Linked DNA regions of Sus scrofa: all the other regions are linked to region 2. The links are chromatin contacts, called in public HiChIP or PLAC-seq and promoter capture Hi-C maps. All regions are on one chromosome and are shown on one strand. The core of a region is the stretch at or near the end of the contact, and the rest is flanking DNA. Distances in the headings are between cores, read along the strand shown. Region 1 holds the start of UBAP2L (ubiquitin-associated protein 2-like). Region 2 holds the start of JTB (jumping translocation breakpoint). Region 3 holds the start of HAX1 (HCLS1-associated protein X-1). Region 4 holds the start of INTS3 (integrator complex subunit 3). Region 5 overlaps GATAD2B (transcriptional repressor p66-beta). Region 6 holds the start of NUP210L (nuclear pore membrane glycoprotein 210-like).

What was found. Promoter capture Hi-C pulls out the DNA fragments that hold promoters and counts their contacts. HiChIP or PLAC-seq counts read pairs in DNA pulled down with a chosen protein or histone mark.
Region 1: a contact with region 2 is called in a promoter capture Hi-C map of liver, with 3 times the contacts expected there. The contact joins the promoter of UBAP2L here to the promoter of JTB in region 2. A contact is called at or near these places in 1 of 5 promoter capture datasets (liver) and 1 of 2 datasets of contacts at active chromatin or transcription factors (alveolar macrophages).
Region 3: an H3K27ac HiChIP or PLAC-seq map of alveolar macrophages shows a contact between it and region 2. The contact joins the promoter of HAX1 here to the promoter of JTB in region 2. A contact is called at or near these places in 1 of 47 Hi-C or Micro-C datasets (skeletal muscle) and 1 of 2 datasets of contacts at active chromatin or transcription factors (alveolar macrophages).
Region 4: a promoter capture Hi-C map of liver shows a contact between it and region 2, with 4 times the contacts expected there. The contact joins the promoter of INTS3 here to the promoter of JTB in region 2. A contact is called at or near these places in 1 of 5 promoter capture datasets (liver), 1 of 47 Hi-C or Micro-C datasets (liver) and 1 of 2 datasets of contacts at active chromatin or transcription factors (alveolar macrophages).
Region 5: a contact with region 2 is called in an H3K27ac HiChIP or PLAC-seq map of skeletal muscle. The contact joins the enhancer-like site here to the promoter of JTB in region 2. A contact is called at or near these places in 4 of 47 Hi-C or Micro-C datasets (embryonic fibroblasts, epiblast stem cells, fibroblasts and 1 more) and 2 of 2 datasets of contacts at active chromatin or transcription factors (alveolar macrophages and skeletal muscle).
Region 6: a contact with region 2 is called in an H3K27ac HiChIP or PLAC-seq map of alveolar macrophages. The contact joins the promoter of NUP210L here to the promoter of JTB in region 2. A contact is called at or near these places in 1 of 47 Hi-C or Micro-C datasets (embryonic fibroblasts) and 1 of 2 datasets of contacts at active chromatin or transcription factors (alveolar macrophages).

Annotation. Positions count from the first base shown.
Region 1 is chr4:95,518,031-95,521,943 of Sscrofa11.1, forward strand. UBAP2L (ubiquitin-associated protein 2-like) reads right to left here and starts at 1,702. Exons shown (of 27, transcript XM_021089781.1): 1 at 1,600-1,702. C4H1orf43 (chromosome 1 open reading frame 43 homologg) reads left to right here and starts at 1,973. Exons shown (of 7, transcript NM_001204390.1): 1 at 1,973-2,295; 2 at 2,688-2,789. The coding sequence starts at 2,230.
Region 2 is chr4:95,712,514-95,716,179 of Sscrofa11.1, forward strand. JTB (jumping translocation breakpoint) reads left to right here and starts at 1,413. Exons shown (of 5, transcript NM_001128468.1): 1 at 1,413-1,632; 2 at 1,793-1,830; 3 at 2,035-2,117; 4 at 2,552-2,631; 5 at 3,324-3,628. The coding sequence starts at 1,550. The coding sequence ends at 3,480.
Region 3 is chr4:95,468,944-95,472,816 of Sscrofa11.1, forward strand. HAX1 (HCLS1-associated protein X-1) reads right to left here and starts at 2,029. Exons shown (of 6, transcript XM_021089792.1): 1 at 1,184-2,029; 2 at 56-674. The coding sequence starts at 1,236. It overlaps UBAP2L (ubiquitin-associated protein 2-like), which reads right to left. Exons shown (of 27, transcript XM_021089781.1): 27 at 2,179-2,498. The coding sequence ends at 2,460.
Region 4 is chr4:95,942,344-95,946,128 of Sscrofa11.1, forward strand. It overlaps INTS3 (integrator complex subunit 3), which reads right to left and starts at 2,462. Exons shown (of 30, transcript NM_001243322.1): 1 at 1,755-2,462. The coding sequence starts at 1,898.
Region 5 is chr4:95,854,619-95,858,352 of Sscrofa11.1, forward strand. GATAD2B (transcriptional repressor p66-beta) reads left to right here. Exons shown (of 11, transcript XM_021089804.1): 6 at 424-594; 7 at 1,124-1,436; 8 at 3,664-3,734. Among named protein-coding and RNA genes, the nearest start is that of SLC27A3, 47 kb to the right of the region's middle. Within about 2 kb of position 1,318, at least 1 of the 83 cell types and tissues checked has an H3K27ac peak or open chromatin away from gene starts, as enhancers often do. A contact at or near this core is called in skeletal muscle, where this site is marked.
Region 6 is chr4:95,572,080-95,575,862 of Sscrofa11.1, forward strand. NUP210L (nuclear pore membrane glycoprotein 210-like) reads left to right here and starts at 1,895. Exons shown (of 40, transcript XM_021089795.1): 1 at 1,895-2,429. The coding sequence starts at 2,182. It also overlaps a transcript of TPM3 not described here.

The sequences.
Region 1 (3,913 bases), core at 452-2,951, 190 kb before region 2:
TGGAGGAGGGGGTGGGTAAGGCTTGGTACCTCTAACAGAGCAAATAATTCCCCTAGATGCTCTGCAGCAATGACCCCTGCATCCTCTTCCCCATCAATTTGAATCTAATTTAAAAAAGAGTACTTCCCAGTTAGGACACATTTAGCAAGTAGGGGCTTTAAAAATCAAAACCAAAACAGTACATTTTAAGGCCTTTCACCATTAGTTTACATGCCAGCAATACTTTCCGACTTCCCGTTCACAACGGAAATAATCACTGGAATAGGATAATCTTTAAGGACAATGGTTGTAGGATCTCAAAGCAGTTTTATCAATCTATGAGAAGCCAAAACGTTTTAGTTCTCCAGTAATGAGGGTTGTCACTGACCCCTGTCACCTCCCAGCATCAGATATCCCCAAAGCAAAAGATATGGGCAGTGTAAGGTGGATGGGGAGGAAACAAAAAAGGAGTTCTCCATCTAACAATCAGGGACAATCAAAAGCAAAAGGGATAACAATAACACCAAAAAAGGCCTGTTACTGTGGTGGTTTGTTTGGTTTTTTTTTTCCCCCCACAACATCCTACACCAGAGATGGCTACATTTCAAGAACGGTGGAAAAGGAGCAGCCTCCTGTTTGTGACATCAGTTTGCAAAGCAATTTAGCGACTGTCCACAAGGTGAAGGGTCTGAAGAAATTTGGAATTTCTGTCCCACTATGAGAAGATTGGACAAATACCCTACTGCTCTAATTACGTCCCTTAGGCGTAATACATCCTCTGGGAGCCTGTATGCCCAGCCTCCCAAATAGCATAATTGTTTGGGGTACCCAAAACTACAGTATGGACGACAGGAAGCCAAAGACAGCAGCAAAAAAATATATTTCGAGAGCCTGGGCGGTGAGAAAGAAGGAAGGGTAATAAGAGGAGCTGACAAAGAGGCTGGAAACGGAGAGGGGACGCAAGCCCACGCGCGGAGGATGGGAGGCTCACCTCGTTCAGCGCCACATCGGGAGCTCACGGGGCCAATCGCCTCCTTACCTCCCACCCGGAACAAATTAATCCTCCGCACTCCAAACTGAGGGCCACATGGGGGAGTTTGGGGCAGCTCCACCCCAACGCCCTCCCTCCCCCATCCCCCCCCCCCGCCACCCCCAAACCAGGCCGGATCCGGATCAGAGGAGGCCCGCAGAGGGTTGGAAAGGGAGGAGGCCTTCTCGTTTTCTCCACAGGCACCGACCAGGGTAGAGAGAGGCCCCTACCTCAGGCAAGGCCCAGGCCTCGCTCGCTCGCGCTCTTTCTCGCTCTCCCCCTCTCAGGCTCTAGCCGCATGGCCCCCCCTCCAGCTGCCCCAAGCCCCGCCCCGGCCACGCTCCCAAATCGAGGCCCCGGCTCTGGCGCGGCCCAGTAGGCCGCGAACCCAACCATAAACAAAACCTCCAGCGGCCGACTCGAGGGGTGGGGGGGCGCCAGGACTCGCACGACTAGGTGGGGGGGGTGTACAGTGGGGAACACACGGTGCGGGGGGGGGCCTACCGAGGGAGGGGGATACGGCGGGGATAGGGAAGAAAAGAGGGAGGGTAAAAGGGGGATCGCGGATTTAAAGGGGCCGCGGACAATACCCGGCCCCGCCGCGCTGCCGCTGCCGCCGCCGCCGCCGCCAACGCCGCTGCGCTCCCAACTTTACCTCAGTCTCCTCCACACTGACACCCCGGGCCGCGCCGCCCCTGTCACGTGATATAAGGTTCCCTCCTCCCCACCCCCCTCCCTCCTTTTCCCTCTCGCGCTCGCTCTCGCGCCTTCCCCCTCCCACTTGCCTTCCTGCGTCCCCCAGCACGTGACGCGAAAAGGGACGCGCACGCAAGCGTGCGCGTGCCGCCCCGCCACGAGACACCTCACTCCGGCTCGGCGCGTCCGCCCCGCCTCCTCCGCTGCGGCCCCGCCTCTACCACGTGACGCACGGATGGCCTCGGCTTCCTCTTACTGGCTTAGTTCCGCGTCTCCGCACCCGCGGGTCCCGGTTGCCATTGCGTGCCTGAGTCACGTGTTGGGGGGAAGCGGGAAGGCGTCGTTCTTCTTTCCTAGCCCCCCCAACCGCCATGTTTTCAGGCCCGGTCAGCTTTGGTCTTTCCCCGTAAGGAAATGGCCGGGGCGCTTCAGGGAACCCAAGCGCTGTTGCCTCGGCGGAGCCCGGGCTGACGAGGCAGTGCAGCGGGGTAAACCGGAGCAGTTCTGCGCAGGGTGGGGAGGCCATGGCGTCTGGCAGTAATTGGCTGTCCGGCGTGAATGTCGTGCTGGTGATGGCCTACGGGAGCCTGGTGAGGAGATTTCCCCCACCCGTCCCTGCTGTCGCGTCTGACCCAGTAAAGGCCCTCCTCTTGAGCAGCGCCCTGTCTTCATTCTCCACCCACTCACCTGCGCTTTTTTCTGGGCTTTGACTCCTATCCCAGGAGTACCTGGGAGCAGAAGTCACCGACTCGGACCGCCCCGCCTCTAGCCGAGAACCCTCCCTCTAAACCCTAGGATGCAGACCCTCACGCCTCTCCGCTGCAGGCTTCCCTGTATCCACCCCGTCGCTGATGGCCTTGCTTTGCCCCAACTTTTTTACCCAAAGCATCCTCGAGAACCCGAATTGGGGGATTTGAAACGAAGGCATTTTTTTTGGAACGATTTAATTAAAGATTCTTTACTTTTTTCATTTTTTGGACAGGTGTTTGTACTGCTATTTATTTTTGTGAAGAGGCAAATCATGCGCTTTGCAATGAAATCCCGAAGGGGCCCTCATGTCCCTGTGGGACACAATGCTCCCAAGGTAGGTCCTTAAGGTACGAGATAGGCCGCCTGATTCTTCTGATTTATTACGGCCCAGAATAAGATTTACTTTGCCTTTAGAACTGACTTAATTCCCACGTTTTCTCGTTTAGTTACCCATGCGCTGACTTTAGTATATTGAGCAATAAAAGTCATCTTGGGTCTTGGCATACCTGTTCACTGTTATGGCACAGCATGCAGCTTATCCAGGAGCTTAAGTTTTTGCATATGCACAACGGAGGACTTGGATTAAGATTCCCAAAACATTGTGGTATATTTCCCAGTTAAACTTAGGCTACTTTGTGCTATTTGGGCGGTTTTTTTCTAATTTTGTCTTAGGATGGGATTAGGGTGGTTAAACTTAACCCCAGATCAGTGAGAATGGTTGCCTTTGCACAACTTTAGATTTATAAAGGCCCTGTAAGTCATCTAGTTCCGTCATTCATGTTACAAATTGAAACTTAAGAAAAGGAAGCTACTTACCTGAGTGTATACAGGAAGTGAGCAACTAAGTTATTAGGTAATTGCCTTCCTTTCCTTGGCTTTAAATATCTACTGACGAAATTTTATCTCTATCCCATACCTTTTTCTTGAGTTCTATCCTTGTATATGCAGTTGCCTACCTAACATTTCCAAGTAGATGTCTGATAAGCATCTCAAACCTAAAATGTCTAAGTCATAACTCTTGATACCCCACTGCCACCCCTATCCTGCTTCTTCTGTCTTCCACTTTTAAATTGTATCTCTATCCCATACCTCTTTCCTAAGAGTTCTATCCTTACACATCCAATTGCCTACCTAAAAATTTCCAAGTAGATGTGATAAGCATCTCATACCTAAAATGTCTAAGTCAGAACTCTTGATACCCCATTGCCACCCCTATCCTGCTGCTTCTGTCTTCCACTTTTGGGTAAAAGGTGTCTGCTGCTCTTTGTTTGGCCATGTTCAGGGCATGCAGAAGTTGCCAGGGCAGGGATCAAACCTGCACTGCAGCATATGGAAGTTCCCAGGCTAGGTAGGGGTCAAATTGAAGCTGTAGCCTCTGGCCTATACTGCAGCCACAGTCGTGCCAGGTCAAAGCCCGAGCCGTGTCTGCAACCTACACCACAGCTCACAGCAACACCA
Region 2 (3,666 bases), core at 163-2,662:
AACGAAAAATAAAAACCTGTGGCCTGAAAGTCTGGGCTTAAGCCTCAGCTCTTCTATTAGCTGTGTGATCTTGGACAGGTGACACACTCTGATCTTATTCATAAAACAAGGATAATGCCAACTTCAGTGAGCTAAATGTTGACTCTAAAAGGTAAATGTGAGGCAGTATAATTAGAAGAGAATAAAGTATTTTTATAAACATTTCATTTGCATCTTGCCAAAAAAAAATACCGAAACCTAGAAAATGCACATTAGTATTTCCATTTGACACAGAACACTGCCATTCAGATACAGTCCTAAAGTCATTTAGCTTAAGCACCTGAACTTGGACTCAACACTTCTTGGGACTTCACATCTCAAGCTCTCCTCATTGCATTAGGTAGGAGCAAGAGACAGCTGAGAACATCTGAGGAGGTTATTCAAAGGACCAGCTCTGGGTTAATTTAGCAATTAACAGGAGAGGTGAACCCTGGGTAGAGCTGAGTGAAAGCCCAGAGACAGGGGAAGGCTTCACTTTCACCTTGGATCTCTGGTATTCTGGCCCCTGGAAGGAGGAAAAAATGCAGTTTTGCCATCTCTGGACCGCCCACCCAGGATCTCCCCTTGACTTCCGATGGAGGTGGGAAGGGAGAAGGGTATTTAAAAGTCCGATGCTTAATGGTGAATCCTGTGTGTGTGTTTTGTCTTTTTAGGGCTGCACCCGCGGCATATGGAGGTTCTCAGGCTAGGGGTCCAATCCGAGCTGTAGCCGCCAGCCTACACAGAGCCACTGCAACGCCGGATCCTTAACCCACTGAGGGAGGCCAGGGATTGAACCCGCATCCTCATGGATGCTAGTGGGGTTCGTTACCGCTGAGCCACAACGAGAATTCCTGTGAATCCCATTAAGGAGGGAGAAAGTCCTGAGAGGCAGACGTATAGTTCCGTTTACTTCTCACTGTTCTAGCCCAGAAAAGCAAACCAGCCACAGCCTAGGGAGCAACGAACCGATAACTCGAACCCGACCACCGCCATTTCCCCAGTTCCCGCAAAAGACTACCAGGCCCATAATGCAACGGGGCGTCGAGCCAATGGGTCGCGTCTCACCGCACAAAAGCAGGGGGATCCATTTCCCGGGGAGCACCGGCGAGGCGCCACCTAGCCCGGAAGACTACAAGGCCCATCAGGCAACCCGCGGGCCTCCGCTTCCGACGACTGGCCTAACTTTGGAAAAACCCAGGGTCCTGCGCGGAGCAAGATGGCTGCGCCGGGAGTGGAGGCGGAGCCGAGGGAGTGCTAGGCCCTACGCCCTTTCGGCCCTTGGAGAGGATCTGACGGGTCCGAAGGAAACTCACGGTCCTAGCCAACAAATGCTTATTGCCTTTTCTTGCCGTGGTCATGGGAATGTCCTGATAGAGTCTTTGATCTGTTAGGCAAACCAGCTTTTCGTAGCCCTGAATTGGAACTTCCCCGAGGACTGCTGAGTAAGCGCCGCCTCTGCGTTCCGACCGAGGCACGAGGCCAGTCAAGCAGGTCCCTGTGTCCCGACAGGTGCGACGCTGAGCACTCCATGCCTGCGGGCGCGGGGAGGCGTGGCCTCCCCCAGGGCCACCACCTCTGCTGGTTGCTCTGCGCTTTCACTTTAAAGCTCTGGTAAGGAGGGGCTGAGGGCAGGGAAAAGGAGGGGATGGCGGTAGCGGGTCGTCCCCGCCCCCTGGGGTGAGGGAGACCGTCCCTGGACCGCGGAGGTGGGTCAGTTCCCAGTTTTCTGGCTACTGACTTTTGCCCCTTTCCCCCCCGTCACCCGCTGCAGCCAAGCAGAAGCTCCCGTGCGCGAGGAGAAACTTTCAGGTGGGTGATGTCTAGGAACCCGACACCCCTATAGTTGTTTTGTTTTGTGTTTATATCTTCCCGTATACCAAGAACACGAGTGGAAAAGGGCGGCACCACGTGAAATGAGGCCATTCAGCGGGGTTAGGAAGTCGATGGGCAGAACTTTGGGGAGAAATACTTCCTGAACGAAGTCTGGGGCTTGCATTTTCTCTCCGTCTTTAGTGAGCACCTCAAATTTGCGGTGCTGGCTGGTGGAAGAGTTTGTGGTGGCAGAAGAGTGTGCTCCATGTTCTAATTTCCAGGCTGTGAGTATCTGTTTTCTCTCCCTCTTTCCTCACATCAAATTAACTAAGTGTGCCTTTGCATTGTCTTGTCTTCTTTTTCCTTGCAGTCTAAGTCCACATCTGAACTTGTCCCCCTCCCCCCGCCCCCCAAAAATGCTCTTTTCAAGTTAATGGCAACATTCAGTTAATAACTGTGTTCGGTTCATTTATACTCCAGTGGGCTCCAGAACTTGCTGTCACCTCTCCTAGAGTCTTGCCCCAAAGTGTTCTTGCTAAAAGATACTCCTGATCATGTAACCACCACCTCATCATCGCCATCAGAAGTCTTCATTAGTTCTCTGTTGCCTGCCAGCTCTGAGCCATAGCACTTGGGCACCTGCCCATTCTGAATGGCAGCCTTCTGCTTCTCCTGCCACCACTTCCTAACATATGCTTTGGTCCTTTCCTCCTGACAGAAAACTACCCCTGAGTGCAGTTCCACAGGGTATGTGGAGAAAATCACATGCAGCTCATCTAAGAGGAATGAGTTCAAGAGGTAAGTGTTTCTTCTCTTCTTGAAACCTCCTAGATCACCTCCTTTGCTCCCTATGACTTTAGGCAGATTGTCCCCCCACTTCCTCTTTGTCTGGAGGTAGCATGGCATATTGGAAAGAGGAGGGGATCTGGAGCCAAATAACTCGAACCCAAGTCCCAGCTCTACTCCTCGGCACGATGTTATTGGCCATATTTCCTCATCAGTAAAACTGGCTCACACAGCTCTGCTTTTCTCACCAGAAAACAAATTAAATATTCAAGTGGGATTAATGTGCTATAAACACATTAGAAGGCTGACTCTGGGAGTTCCCATCGTGGCTCAGGGGAAACGAATCTTACTAGCATCCATGAGGATGTAGGTTCAATCCCCAGCCTTGCTCAGAGGGTTAAGGATCCGGCATTGCTGTGAGCTGTGGTGTAGGTCGCAGACATGGCTCAGATCTGGCATTTGCTGTGGCTGTGGTGTAGGCCAGTGGCTACTGCTCCAATTCGACCCCTAGCCTGGGAACCTCCATATGCTGAGGGTACAGCCCTAAAAAGCCAAATAAATAAATGAATAAATGAATAAATGGCTGGCTTTGGTTTCCTCTTCTTCCCTCAGCTATGTATCTTGGTTAGGATGAAGCAGGAAAGAGATTAGAGGGAGAGGCTACGTGGCCTTCCCTGGGAATAACTGTTTCTTCTTGCCCTTAGCTGCCGCTCAGCTCTGATGGAACAACACTTATTCTGGAAATTCGAAGGGGCTGTTGTAGGTGTGGCCTTGGTCTTTGCTTGCCTGGTCATCGTGCGTCAGCGACAACTGGACAGAAAGGCTCTGGAAAAGGTCCGGAAGCAAATTGAGTCCATATAACTAACTTCTCCCCTTTTATCGGGGTCTTAGAGACCCTACCTCAGAGAAAGGGGAATGGACTGACTCGTGCCCCTGGTTCTCTGGAACCCTGTGGTGGCACACCCTTCGCCCTTTCTCCTCAGCGAAATCAGTAAATGAATAGAATAAAAAGAGTAAAATCATTTCCTTTCCCAATTCTAATTTTTT
Region 3 (3,873 bases), core at 779-3,278, 240 kb before region 2:
CCAGTCTTTGCAGTTTTGTTCCACAGGCTCTCACTGCAGGCCCAGATGTACTCACCCTATGAAAAGGTCTCTGGGAATCCCAGTCTGGTACTGGTTTGGGGGATTCAGTTTTTGCATCACTCTCCAGGCCCCCACCAAAGATCCTGGGCTGGTGACTATCTGGATACTTAAGCATTGAGTCCCGAAGTGTCTGTCCTTCCTGCCGTCTCTCACCAGGTGTCTCTATCTCAGGACCTGGAAGTTCTGCAGAAAGGTGGCAGGTGGATGCTGGAGGTGGGAGGGAAAGATCTTGGGCTCTTTTAAATCTTGAAATCATCCATTTTCTCTCTTCCCACCCCCCAACTACTCTCTGTAGGCTCCTTTTTTTCACCCATCGACCCATCAGAAACCACAGGTTCTCCCCCAGGGACATCCACACACCAGGAGGACGGGAAGGCAAGGTCCAGGCCCCCATCTCGCTGAAGATACTATTGAAATCCCGTACTAAGTCATCGAAGCCAAAATTATCGTGGAAACGCATTCCTCCTCCTGGGCTGAAGCTGAAGCCAAAGCCAAATTCCTCGGGAGGCTGGGGACCTTCAAACCTCGAGCTCCCCTGGCTCCATGTGGCTTCTTCCTCTTCATCATCTTCATCTTCGTCGCGAGTCATCCCTCCAAAAAAGGGATCTCTGTGGCTGGGGATGGATGCAGATTGGCCACCAAGATTTCGGCACTACTTAATCTATAAAACCAGCTAATGGTGGACAAGAGTAGGAAACTGGAAAGCTGAAGCGAGCGTTAGAGAACTGGCCATCGTGTCTGTTTTGTTTTTATCAAAGCCAGTCCTCGCCTCGCGGCTCCCCCAAACATTTCCCCTCAGCTTTTCTTCAGCGTTCCCCAACCCCTCCCCTCTCTCCCAAGGTCCCGCTCGCTCACTGACCCCTTCCCCAGAGCTGCATTGTCTTCCCCACACTTGGGCCCCTGCTGCATCACCCCAGAACGGAGAAACGTTTAAGCGCCTGTTTCTCCTCTTAACGACTGCCTTGGTTACTGCCGCGGGGTGTGTGCTCAATGTTGTGACTTCTGCCCTCTCCGCAGGAGTTGCATGAGTGGGGAAAAGGATGTTTTTCCAAAAACAGTGTGTCAGGGGTCAAGCTTCCCTCAGCGGATCCCCCTCCCTTATCTGACCCGGACCCATTCTCACCTCCGAGGTCTAGAAAAGCCGAAAAATCCCCGAAAGAGATCAAAGAGGCTCATTCCCGTCGTGGGACTCGAACCTTCGAACCCCAAAGCCGGGGGGAGAAACCAAAGCTACGCCGTCGGAAATTGAGCGAAGCGTCAGACCACGCTGCCTGAAAGCAAGCCTGCGATCGGTCGGACACTGTCGTAAAACGACCGTAAGCGGGGCGTGGTTGAGGGCGGGGCAGGCCTATCGAATTCGAAAGGTTTTTTCTTTTACCCCACCTGTTCCCTGTGAAGGGAGTGGGTGTACTTAATTTTCGTTTTCCAACAGTCACCTGACTCCTAAGCCAATTCCTTCTGCCGACCAATGCGGTCGGTCCGACAGGGTGTCTCAAGGGTTTCACGCCGCCGGATGGCACCGGAGGCAGCCGCCAGAGGGCAGCCCATCCGCACAAATGAACTGGACCAAGGCCCTCCCTCACCGCCGGCTCACTACACCCATGGACTCCTCCTGGACCCGCCTCGGTTTTGTTTCCTGACTGAGCCAATTAAGTCTGATACCAGAGGGATGGACAAAACGTTGCATCAAGCTCCTTCTAATGTAGTGACTTCCCCAGAGTTGAGTAAAAGAAAAAGACTCAGGGAACGCAAGGACTTCTCTCTCCAGCTGTTAAGAATTCCTCTAATTCTTCCAGGCAAGCTCTGCAACCAGCAGGTTAAAGACTTCATAAGAGAGCAAGGGAACTCTTGGGAGGGAAAAATTGGGGGCTTTTAGTATCTTTTTCCTATCATTTGACTTTCAAAGCCTCTGCCTCCCTGTACCCCACCCCCATCCTAACCCTGGCCTGACTCTAGACTTCTTTTCAGGGGCTGGGTATTAGTTATGTGAAATGAAAGCACTCAAGCGTCAAGAACTACTGCTTCAGATTTGCTGGCCAACAACAGTGCATGTTGCCCTCATTTCTTTCCAGTTCATTTGCCTGGACCCATCTTAATTAAACTGATTCTGCAAAGCCATTTCTTTCAGTTTTCATTTAATCCTCTTCCGTTCCACCCAGTATCTGCTATCCATTCCACTCCCTTCACCGCCTAAAATCTGCTGTAGATCTGGAGAAAATGAAGATTTGCAGTGATTCTTTCCAGGCCACGCCGTGAAATTCTTAGGGGAGAACGGAAGGGAACCCCCTCAGGGGCAAGATACTAGCACATTAAGGTCGGAGTTCTTAAAGGGCGAAGATTTCATTTTATTCCACTGCCTTCGGGGCCTGCTAGAGAAGGCCCAGTTGGTACAGTAATACTTATTCACCAAGCTGGTCATCGACGAGACTGAGGATATCCTAGACGGAGCAAGAATGGGCAGAGGCTGAAGGTAGAGGTTTTCTTTTTATATATACAAGACACATTAATCCATTAAATTTGAAGACACAGTACAAAAAAAAAAAAAAAAAAAAACACTTCAACTAATTCATCTGACAATGCTGTTCATGTTCATGACACCATTTTTTGTTGTTGTTGTTTTGTTTCCTAATAATAAAGGAGGAGACTTAGGGCTGTTGGGCTGATATATATTTGGGGGTCCCCCCTCCCCACCTCACCCACACCACCAGGGTGAACAGGAGGAGGAGAAGGAAGGGCAGGGCCCACAGCAAAGTTTCATAATCTTGAATGCAAGAGGGGAGGAGGAGAGGAAAGGAAAAAAAAAAAAAAGAAGAAAATACAAATCCTATAATACATACAACAGAGTGGGGATGGTATGGGAATGGGACAGACATGAAGCTGAGGCATGGGGTGGGCCGCTGGGTGTGGGGGGCAGCGGAACCCCCCCACATTCCTTTCTCTCTTTGATGCTGTTTCCATAGTTGCCAGGCTGAGAAGCCCTCTCAGAAGATGGGACCGGGAGAAGAGGGTCAGGGCCTCAGTTGGCCCCCCAGCTGTAGCTGTTGTAGGCAGACTTGTTGGTCTGGGGCTTCTGCGGGATGGAGCTGGTCTGGCTACGTTGCCCGCTGCCCGTCTGCAGGGGAATGGGAGGATGAATGGGGAGGAAAAGTCTAGTTAGTGGGACAAATTTGTGACATCTTCAGGTGGAGATTTGGAAATTGTTTTACTCTCCCATTCCCCTTGCTTAGAGCTACTCTGAAGCTTATCCTTTTGCAACCATAGGAAATTTGATTTATACAGCAGCTAGAGCACCTCTGGCAAATAAAAAAGCACTTTCAAACTTCAAATAAGGGAAAGATGAAAAGAGGGCAGGATACTTTTAGAGACAAGATAGTGAATCCGTTCTACTCATTTTCAATTCCACCTTCTCCCCACGCCCCCAAATCCATCCTCCCCTGCTCCAAAGAAAGGCTACTCTCTAGAGAGAATTATGGCCTCTTGGAGATGAGTGATCACAAGGCAATTTCGCTTTCATTGATCTTTTCAATTTGGAGAGCTAGCTTTGGGAGCAAGGAAGCCCTTACTCCATCTCCACAGCCCCCATGACAAGAGGAGGAGAGGTCACTTGCATCACCCCATGGCTCCCCACCCCCACCCCCACATCACATCGAGAGCCCATTTCAGATAAGGCAAAAGTCACAGTCTGAGGCCCCAGGCTCCAGATGCTGCCCCAAGAATCCTTTCCATTCCAGTAACCAAGTGTTTCAAGAGTCAGGGAAGGGTAGAAAGAAATAGAAGGCACTGAGGAGGGGAGGACAAGAGAGGAACGGGAGG
Region 4 (3,785 bases), core at 1,212-3,711, 230 kb after region 2:
CAAAGGACAAAGGGCAAAGAAGGAAAGGGGGGATGCCGGGAAACATCTACACCGTGAAGGACAGCAGAAGAAAAAAAACAAGGCGATCCTCCCTCCCCCTTCTCTCTGGAAACAGTTGAAAGTTCACTCTCAGACAGTCCAAAAAAGCAAGAAAATAAATCCTTCCTCTCTTTCCTGCTCCCCCTCTGCCATATCATTTTGTTTTCTAGCAAACATACCACCACTCAGAAGAAGAGGATGCTGTCCTACTCTGTGTGTGCAAAAACAGGATGACCCTCTAGCAATCAGGGTGCGGAATAAAAAGTTTCACCAACCCTTGGAGTCTTTTTCCCTCTACTCAAACTGGTGTAGGGAACAAAACAGTCAATGATTTTCTTGCCACAATTCTAGAGTTCCTGGGCTAGAACACGGGGCTCAGTAAATACTTTGACAATGACAGCGGCCACTTCTTAAAAAAGTGGATTGATATAAAGCACCAAGCAATCCAGGCAAAAGTCTTTTGTATTTGTTTTGGGAATACATTACAGTGTTTCTCCTTTTAGAAGCACTGTTTTATGTTCCTAATTATATTGACCTTGGCTGATAAAAACAACAGCAGAAACAACCTTTGATTCATCTAAATGCACAAAGAATTACGGGGAGAAGCATGATGGGAAGCCAGGCTGTGAGTAGACATTTGCTGATGGATAATCAGCAATGTTGCTATCCAGGCATTTCTTGATTCACAAAGTGCATTTTTGCACCTAGGTTCCACCATCTTGTATCTGAACCAACATTTTTTTTTTTTTTTCAAATCTAAACTATGAATTCCACCTATCAGCCTGCCCACCCTCTAGTATCTGATAGAGAGCAGTGACAAAATCAGAAGCAGGGAAATGGCCAGTGAAGAGCCAGAGCCTATTACCTGACTCATCCTGTCCCTGGATAGCCACTGGGTTGAATGTATTAGGTCTTACAAACAGTTCAGCAATCATGTCCCACTTCTGGGTCTCTTCATGCAGAGCAATGGAAAGGGATAAGTGATCAACTCTGGGTTGTCAGACAGGGCAAGGGCCAGTGGGGGAGGGGAGGGTCAATTATTCAGTAGTCTAAAATCCTGATTCAAACCCACTCCGTCGCCTCACCCTATCCCCTTTTTCAGCAGCTATGTGTTCTCTCCTTCATGGATGTATGACCTGGTTTTGAAAGAGAGTCCCCTACGTCCTATGCCCTGCTCGCCCCACTGCTGTAGTAACTAAACACAACGCACTCTTCCTAAGTCTTCACTCATTCTAAACTCCAGTGAACATCACTGGCAATTGTGCCTACATGAAGTCAATACTATCTCACAGAAGGGTTCAATGTCTGTCTGCAAGCTTCTGTCTGCCACCACCCTCCCCCAGACCCCTATACAGACATACATTACTTCTCAACTCAATATATGACCTAAGACTGAAACAGGGTAAATATTCAGAATAGCTGTGGCCTGTATGCGGAAAAGGCTATCAAAAATAAATTCGGTAGATCTGGATGCTGCATCCCTTCCTCATCAACACCCCCCCACCCCATTTTCACACCACTGGCTGCTGTTGCTATGACAACCTGCCCAGGAAGTTGGCCCACACTTCTTCCTTCAGGACCAGGAAGTCTGGAGCAGTGTTTGTGTGGCCTTAGAAAAAACTTGAAGGCCTCCTCCCCCACCCCCACCCTATATCCGCTCCAGTATCCCTCCTCAACCCCATTTCTTAACTCCCTTCCCCACCCCCCACACCTACCTCCTCTAACTCATCCTTGGCATCCAAACTGGTAGAAAGTAGCAGCCTCCCCCCTCCTGGGGCTCCTGCTCCCGCTCCTCCTCCACCTCCCGCTGCTCCCGAAGCAGCTGCTGCTGCTGCCCCCTTTCCCTTCTGTAACTCCATGGCTGCAGCCAGGAGACGGGAAAAGGCCAGGGAGTGGATGGATGGGAAGTCCTAGAAATGAGGAATTTAGGATTGCCAGGGACAGGAGGGACAAGAGGGACAAGTGGGGGACGGGAAGGACAGGGTCCCTGGCCTCTCTACTCCTCCCTCCTCTCCGAAAGGCCGCTCCCGTGCAGGAGGCGAAGGAGGACGGGCCTCTGGGTGCTGCCTCTGGAGTGGCAGTGCTGAGGAAACGCCGTTAGCTCCTAAGTATGCTGGGGTAAGGGTCTGCACCCCTACGGAAGGGTGGGAGAGGCTTCTGTCCCTGAAGAAGTGCAAGGGGAGCCCTCTCTGGCTTCTGACCCTAAGAGAAGCAAGGAAAATCCTAAGTTTCTGCCTCAGGAGGTGGGGGAAAGAGGAGTCCTGCGCCTGAAGCAGGGAATAGGAAACCTTCCTGGCTGGTGCCCCAAGGATTGGGGAGCGAGGTTCCTTTGGATCCGGCCCCCAGGGGGTGAGGGTGAAGCAGTAAGCGCTATGGGAGGACACGGAGGACAAGCTTCTCCCTACACCACACAGAGGCGGCCATGGTGGAAGGGCGGGGGGGTGGGAAGGCTGAGGGCGACGGCGGGGGAGGGGAAGGAATCGTGGAGGCCCGCGCCGGAAGTGAGCAGACGCGGTCCCTGGCCTCCGCCAATAGCGGCTTCCGCGGTGGCGCTGACACTCGAAGGAATAGGCCGACGTCGGCCCCAGAGCCTTCTCCCCGGCTGCCAATGGTATTGAGCAAAAGAGAGACTGAGTTGATGGACAACCAGACTACCCAATAGCATTCCTTCTTTGCTCTCAGAGGGCGGGACAGAACGACTTCCCGGAGGTGGGGTGTGAGTGCGAGATGATCAGGAAGGAGAGAGGCTGCGCCTGCGTATATTGACGCGCACGCGCGGCGCCCGTCTTCGCTCTCCCTCATTCTGAAGTTGGGGTGGGTGCGGAAACCGGGGCACTAGTCCTGGGTGGCTTTGGGAAGCCCGAAACCTAGCTACGAATTGACAGTGCGGGGCCGGGGAGCGGAGCCTTGACCCTTAAGCGGTCCCAGAGCAAATGTCATCGGATAGTATGGCGCCAGCTCCTGGAGCTAAGAGTGCATCACGCAAGCAAGTGTAGGCGCTCACGCAAGTGCAGTTTTTCGCCAGAGGTTGCAAAAAAAAAAAAAAAGTGCATAGACCCACTTTGCCCACCAAATCATTAGAATCGTGCACTGATTCATTATTGGCTTCTGGAAGCTCTGTATTGTCCTGTTTTATCTGCGTTAGTGTCAGCATTTGCCCCCAGCAACCCGGCTGCAGAAGCTTGTTTCTGACATTCATTCGTCTCCCTCCCATATTCAACCACTTTTTTCTTAAAAAAGCCTCTGTGAGTTCCTTTGTGACCCAGCGAGTTAAGGGTCCAGCATTGTCAATGCAGCAGATCAGGGGTCCCTACTGTGGGTCGGGTTCAATCCCTGGCCTGGGAACTGCCACATGCCTCAGGCGTGGCACCAAAAAAAAAAAAAAAAAGGCTCTGGAATTTGTTCTTCTCTAGCCTATGTACATGTGTATATATGATACATCCCTAGGGATTTAATGGATTCCAGTCCATTCAACATCCTGCTACTTCTCTAATTATACTAAACAACCCTCTCAGATACCTTCTAAATTTCCCAAATTCTCAGTAAACTTACCCGATTCACCCCTACCTAATCAGCATAAGTCTCCCAAGACATTTTTTTAAATTCCTATGATTAGGAGTTCTCTTGTGGTGAGGCAGGTTAAGGATCCCTCGTTTTCACTGCAGCAAATCAGCTGCTGCCTGGGAACTTCCAAGAGCCACTGGGTGTGGTTTATAAATAAATAAATTCAATTCCTATAATTTAAA
Region 5 (3,734 bases), core at 68-2,567, 140 kb after region 2:
TTTATGGCATGATTTAGTCCACAGTAGAAAGATGAATAACTTATTTTTCCATTGCAGTCTTTCTACACCGGTGCTTTCCAGCTTACCTCTTTTCCATATAGGTTTAAATAGCTTATACCAAAAAAAAAGCCAGGGACTTGTTACAGCGGTGATGTAGTTTGCAGCTCCTGCTTGGATTCCATCCCTGGCCCAGGAACTTCCATATGCATTGGGGGCAATTGCGGGGGTGGGGGGAAGGCCCGGGACTTTCTAGCCACTAATCAGGTTTTTGATGATGATGATTTTTCCCATAGTCCATTAGATGAAATTATTGTGTTTCTGTGTTTCCACTTAGCTATATGTTATAGGTAGTGTTTTCTCTTTGGCATTTTGTGGGGCATTTTACCACCTAGGACTGTATCTTTTCCTCTTCTTCCCCTTCAGGGTCACAGTGTCATCCGTTCAGCGACCAACACCACCCTCCCACACATGTTGATGTCTCAGCGTGTGATTGCACCAAACCCAGCCCAGCTACAGGGTCAGCGGGGCCCACCTAAGCCTGGCCTTGTACGCACTACAACACCCAATATGAATCCTGCTATCAATTACCAGCCGGTAAGAGGGAGCCCCAATGTGGAAACATAGCTGTCTTTTATTTACTTTCCTGGTTGAAAGAATCATAGATTTTAAGTTTTTTGGACATTGAGAAACTCTAAGACAACAAATTTTGTCCTAATTTTGGTGGGTTGACAGCAGTCCCAAAAAGTAGAAACATTGAGAAATTATATGACTATAGTAGTGGAGAAGAGAGCAGCAGAGCAGCAGTAAGCTAAAAGCTCTCTAGAAGAAAGAGATAAAAGAATCTAGGGAATAAGAAGCATAAGAATATATGACAAAACATTCCAAATCTTTATTTTTCTCTTAGCAATTTTAGTTCATAGCCACTATCTTTCTCCTTTCCTATGTGCCAGAGTCCTTTTTCACTGAAGTTGGATGCCTCATGTCTTTTTCTGAGCTTGAGGGGAGCTAAGTAGTTCACACTAGGATCAGGTAGTATTCCCTGCCTCAAAAGTAAGAATTGTTTTTTTCTCCCACATACGATTACTGACCCCTATACTCAGTCTGTCTCAATCTGTTTCAGCAGTCAAGTTCTTCTGTTCCCTGTCAGCGCACAACATCCTCTGCCATCTATATGAACCTTGCCTCCCATATCCAGCCAGGGACCGTGAACAGAGTGTCCTCACCACTTCCTAGCCCCAGCGCCATGACTGATGCTGCCAACTCACAGGCTGCAGCCAAATTGGCTCTTCGCAAACAGCTGGAAAAGACACTCCTGGAGATTCCACCCCCTAAACCACCTGCTCCCTTGCTTCATTTCCTGCCTAGTGCAGCCAATAGCGAGTTCATCTACATGGTAGGCTTGGAAGAAGTTGTACAGAGTGTCATCGACAGCCAAGGTAAAGCTGTTTTTTTCTGCTCAATCTTTTTATCTGAGTAGGCAGTTGCCACACCTGATTGATACAGGCAGAGTATCACAGGGCACTATGTAATACTGAATAATCTCTCCTTACTATTGCCAGACTATGTCCCATCCCTTATTCAGAGGCTCTTTGGGAGCACCATATCAAAAAGCTTTTTGTGTGTGTGTATATCTTAGGCTTAATGTTTTTATTGTGTGTATAGTGTAGCTTATCTATTTTTTGCAGTATATTCCTTAGTTCTTTTAAATGTGCCTAGCATGATGCATACATAATTTAAAGACTAGAACACCTTTTTCTTTTTCTTTTTTTGTCTTTTTGCCATTTCTAGGGCCTCTCCCATGGCATATGGAGATTCCCAGGCTAGGGGTCGAATCGGCGCTGTAGCTGCCGGCCTATACCAGAGCCACAGCAACGCGGGATCCGAGCCGCATCTGTGACCTACACCACAGCTCACGGCAACGCCGGATCCTTAACCCACTGAGCAAGGCCAGGGATCGAACCCGAAACGTCATGGTTCCTAGTTGGATTTGTTAACCACTGAGCCATGACGGGAACTCTTTTTTTTTTTTTTTTTTTTTTGCCACACCGTTGGGTGTGGAGGTTCCTGAGCCAGTAATTCAGATTGGAGCTGCAGCTGTGACCTATGGCATGGCTGTGGCAACACCAGATCCTTATCTTACTGCACCTGGCCAGGGATTGAACCTATGCTGCCACAGAGACAACACCAGATCCCTAACCTGCTGTAGCACAGCAGGAACTCCCAGAACATCTGTTTTTTGTTTTGTTTTGTCTCTTGTCTTTTTAGGGTCACACCTGCGGCATATGGAGGTTCCGAGGCCAATGGTCGAATCAGAGCTACAGCTGCCGGCCTACACCACAGCTCACAGCAACACCGGATCCTTAACCCATTGAGTGAGGCCAGGAATCGAACCCACAACCTTATGGTTACTGGTTGGGTTCGTTAACCACTGAGCTACGACAGGAACTCCCAGAACCCCTGTTTTTAATATCAGTGTTTATGTGGCATTGTGCTGTGTTATTCAGTCCCTGGTGTTTGAGTGCTTATAGTTAATAGACTGATAAAGATAACTATAACCACATAAAAGCTGTTAACCAACACTGAATCAAATTCTAAATTATTAACATCACATAGTCTATGCTAACAGAAGTTATTGAGCCTGAATTTCTAAACATAAAGACTTAGGGGAACACCTGACAGTAGAGGAGAGTGCCTAATGGGCCCAATATTGGTTATAAACAGATCAATGAATAATTCGGACACTGATAAGTAAAAATTATGAATGTATGTGATAGGGATAAGTAATAGTCTGAGGTAGAGACTCTAAGAAACAAAAGTTTTGGCTGAATTAGGTAGAGCCCTTCCATTCTGAATTGACTCGTATTTTCTTCCTAGCATTTTATCATAGGAAATCAGAAAACTTGGGTTCTTGTTCCAGCTTTGTCATTTAGGAGTTATGCTTCTTACATTTAGTTTCTTCATTTGTAAATGGAGATAGTACTAATTCCCTTAACTGCTGTTATCAAATGAAATAGAATTATTTTATAAATTATAGTCTCTCCTTTTTTTTTTTTGCTTTTTAGGGCTGCACTTGGTGGCATATGGAAGTTCCTAGGCTAGGGGTCAAATCTGAGCTACAACTGCTGGCCACTGCCACAGCAATTCGGGATCCAAGCCGCATCTGTGACCTACACTACAGCTCATGGCAACGCTGGATCCCCAACCCACTGAGCGAGGCCAGAGATCAAACCAGCATCCTCATGGATACTGGTTGGATTTGTTTTCACTGTGCCCACAAAGGGAACTCCTAGAGTCATTTTTTTTTTTTTGTCTTTTGTCCTTTTAGGGCCACGCCGGCAGTGTATGGAGGTTCCCAGTCTAATCGGAGCTGTTGCTACCTGCCACAGCCACAACCACAGCAACAGAATTCCCGTATTCTGAGCCGCGTCTGCGACCTACGCTGCAGCTCATGGATCCCCGACCCACTGAGCAAGGCCAGGAATCATACCTGCATCCTCATGGATACTAGTTGGATTTGTTTCCACTGTGCCACAATGGGAACTCCTAGAGTCACTTTCTTAATCAACAGAATAAACTTCTGGGAAAAGATCCATCTGATGAAGAGAAATAGGAGATAAAGAGGAAATATAAAAACCACTGATTATTCTTTTTGTTGGCATGTAGGGAAAAGCTGTGCCTCACTTCTGCGGGTCGAACCCTTTGTTTGTGCCCAGTGCCGCACAGATTTCACCCCT
Region 6 (3,783 bases), core at 645-3,144, 140 kb before region 2:
TCAGCTTAATGCATATTGCCCTCTCCATAGAGGAAGGATAACAGTGTGTGGGCCTGCCTTACTGAGAGCCAAACAGCCCAGAGAAAGACTTCATTATGGGAAACCTGGTTGCTCTGTAAAAAGTACCTGCCATATCAGAAAGGTGATTCCAGGAGTTAGCCAAAAAAAAAAAAAAAAAAAGTGCTGTTCAGGTTTTCAGCTTTACAGTATCTTTGGGCAACTTTTATGTTTTTCATCATAAGTGACCAAACAGATTAAGATGAGACCTCTGTCTGAGACCAGATCCTCTACCCTGTTCCCAATGGCTCATAGAATGGATCATGTGCCCCTTATGTTGAGGTGACCACTTATTATTTGCTCCCCTGCCTCCTAGAAAGAAAGAAAATTATGTTTTGCCACTGATTTAGCCATATGAAACTCATCTCATCACCCTTTTCTGGGTCTGAAGCTGCTGTCTCTAAAAGTGCCATCTCATTGTGCTTTGTGTCAGTTAGTGCTGGAGAAATCTTGAATAGCTTATGTACAAAACTGTTTTTAAATTTTATATTATTTTGAAACTTTGCTTCTTTGGGGTTGGGGCACACTGGTCACCCCATCTGGCTGTCAGTTCTGTGCAGTCGGCTGGCAGTGTGCTGATCATTTAAAGTTTCTTTCCCTACACAGTTCTGCCCTCCTCCCCCCACGTTTGGTGAGGTTTCAGTGAGGTCTGTTAGGTGTGCATCCTGCAGCTTAATTGGCTTAAAATGTACTCTTTTTTGTGGTCTCTTTGGGGGCCGATTAGGAGAAAGAAAAACCAATAATGTAACTGTTTTGATACTGAAAATTGATGTGTCTTTTTGAAATAAAGAACCAGTCCCTCCAACCCTCAGAACTACTTGCTTTTATTTCCTAATCCAGATGTTTTTCCTCCACAGGAACTACAAAGTTCGGGTAAAAATCAGGTCTTTGTGGGTGGTAGCAACAGGATTTGATGTAGAGCACACACTCTGGAAGCTGACCAAAAATGGGGTCAAAACTGAGCTTTCAGATCCCTAGTTGTACTGATAAAAATCATTTAGTTTCATTATCTGTAAAATAAAGATAATATATATTGTTAGCATAAATGTGAAGGTTAGAATTAATGTTTATATGCCAGACCTTTTATAGGTTACTTAATTTAACACTGGCATCTTCCTTTATAGTTGTATTCTTCTAAACCGTAGATTCATTAGACATTGCACCCTAAGACCTCTTCACCAATATATGACACAGATTACATACTACTATATATATGTGTGGTTTTAGTAAACTGTCCTGAGACAGCCTTTGAACTGATACTCTTGGATATTTGGAGAAAACAAGTTAATTTAACAAGAAGAGCTCTCAGAGTGTTTGCTTACAGACAGGCTGTGTGAGAGGATAGTTTTCAAAGCTGCCTTTGAGTTGCCAGTGCCTGGCATTTCCTGCACGCTGGCCTTGAGGCTGGACATGAATCTGACTTCCTAGTAGAAATGATACAGCTTCCTTGACAAAGTCCAGCTGTTTATACTAGAGACTAGAAATTTTTTCCATTTATATGCAGGGACAAATGTTCTGGAAATGACTGCAAAGAAAATCGGGCGGGGTGGGGCGCGGGGGACAAAAGGTTGCTCTAGGATCCACACAGCAAGCAACAGAAGGAGGAATATATTTGGAGAGTTTTGTGTTTTTATTCCTTTTAGACATTTCTGCTTGTTCTTTTTTTTTTTTAATTTTTTTTTTTGTCTTTTTGCCATTTTCTTGGGCCGCTCCCACGGCATATGGAGGTTCCCAGGCTAGGGGTCCAATTGGAGCTGTAGCTGCCAGCCTACACCACAGCCACAGCAACGCGCGATCCGAGCTGCGTCTGCAACCTACACCACAGCTCACGGCAACGCTGGATCGTTAACCCACTGAGCAAGGGCAGGGACCGAACCCGCAACCTCCTGGTTCCTAGTCGGATTCGTTAACCACTGCGCCACGACGGGAACTCCTGCTTGTTCTTTACTATGAAAGATTTGCCACCTAACATGTAAGAAAGTAGCCCTTTTAAGTGGGTGGCCTGCTTGGTGCCTTAAACTTTGCAAAACGTTGGTTTACTGGAAAGCGTCTGAAAAACAGTTCCATGATTCTGAGCAGCAGGAGGGCCCGCCTCCTGATGACGTCACGCCTGCGGATTGGCTGATGTTGGAGCTGAGGGCGCAGCTGGGGTTGAGCGGGAACCGAGGGTTGGCAGTCGCCATGACGGGTTCGCCAGCGCCGCGAGGCTCTGCGTTGCTCTGCTTGCCTCTACAGCGCTACCTGTTGCTGTTTCTCTTTTTGCATGGAACCCTGGCCAACAAACTTAACGTGCCTCAGGTGTTGCTACCCTTCAGCCGGGAGCCGGGCCGGGTGCCTTTCCTACTGGAGGCACAGCGGGGCTGCTATACTTGGTGAGGGGTCGGGGGATCCCAAGGATGGGAGAGGTTCAGTCAACGGAAGACATTCAGGAACGTTGCGGCCGCTCGGCCTGAAGGGCTTTTATCTGTAGGGGTGGGGGTGGGGTGTCCGTGGGGGCGGAGTGGCCAGCCCTTCCTGCTGTGGCCTGTCTTCCTTGTGTGGGCTATTTTCTGCTTATGTGTGGGTCCTTGTGGGGAGGGGAAGTCACTGTGTGGACAGCTCTCAGGGCACGAGGAAGGCTTGTGTTGGAGGTTTCAGGCATTGATGGTTACCCGATGTGGAGAACTTCCTCAGAGTTCCCCTCGTGGCTCAGCGGAAACAAATCTGACTAGCATCCGTGAGGACGGAGGTTAGATCCCTGGCCTTGCTCAGTGGGTTAAGGATCCGCCCTTGCCAGGGAGCTGTGGTGTAGGCCGGCAGCTCCAGCTCTGATTTGACCTCTAGCCTGGGAACCTCTGCTGCCCTGAAAAGATTAAAACAGAGTGAGAGGGATTTCCAAGGTCTGAGGAGATTTATTGAGGTGAGGAGCTAGAGAAGCTTAGAGAGGCCTAGGGTGTGAGAGTACTCCACAAAACTAAATGAGGTGGAGTTCTCAATGTAAAAACACAACTAATTGGAATTCCTGTTGTGGCTCAGCAGTAATGGATCCGACTAGTATCCATGAGGACTGGGATTCGATCCCTGGCCTCGCTCAGTGCGTTAAGGATCTGGTGTTGCTCTGTGGTGGTGTAGGTTGCAGATGCAGCTCGGATCTGGGTCTGACGTTATTGTGGCAGTGATGTAGGCCGGTAGCTGTAGCTCAGATTTGACCCCTCTTCTGGGAACTTCCATATGCCATTGGTGTGGCCCTAAAAAGCAAACAAACAAAAACCACAACTAAGTATGGCACAATTTACTACATTCCTTTTTTACAGTCTTCTGAAGTAAGTACTATTATATTATTTTCATTTTACAGATGAGGGTCCTGAGACCCAGACTCCATGAAGTGTAAATTTCTTGTAATATGACAAGATTCGTTTTGGGTGGAGATGAGAGGTGCCTGTAATATATGTTTCCCTTCTTCTATGAGAGTACCCTCTTGAAGCGTACACTCAGCTTTGGGATAATCAACTCCAAAGGGGAGGGGATGACTTTCTGACTGAGGATCATGAGGAAAGACATGATTATCCAGTGTGAGAAGATGCAATGTTAGGTTGTGTGGCTTCTTAAGGTGTAAGGGAACCTAACTGAAGTGGGCTCCAAGGTATCAGAGGATTCATTTTTTTTTTTTTTTTTTTTTTTGTCTTCTTGCCATTTCTTGAGCCGCTCCCTTGGCATATGGAGGTTCCCAGGCTCTGGGTCTAATCG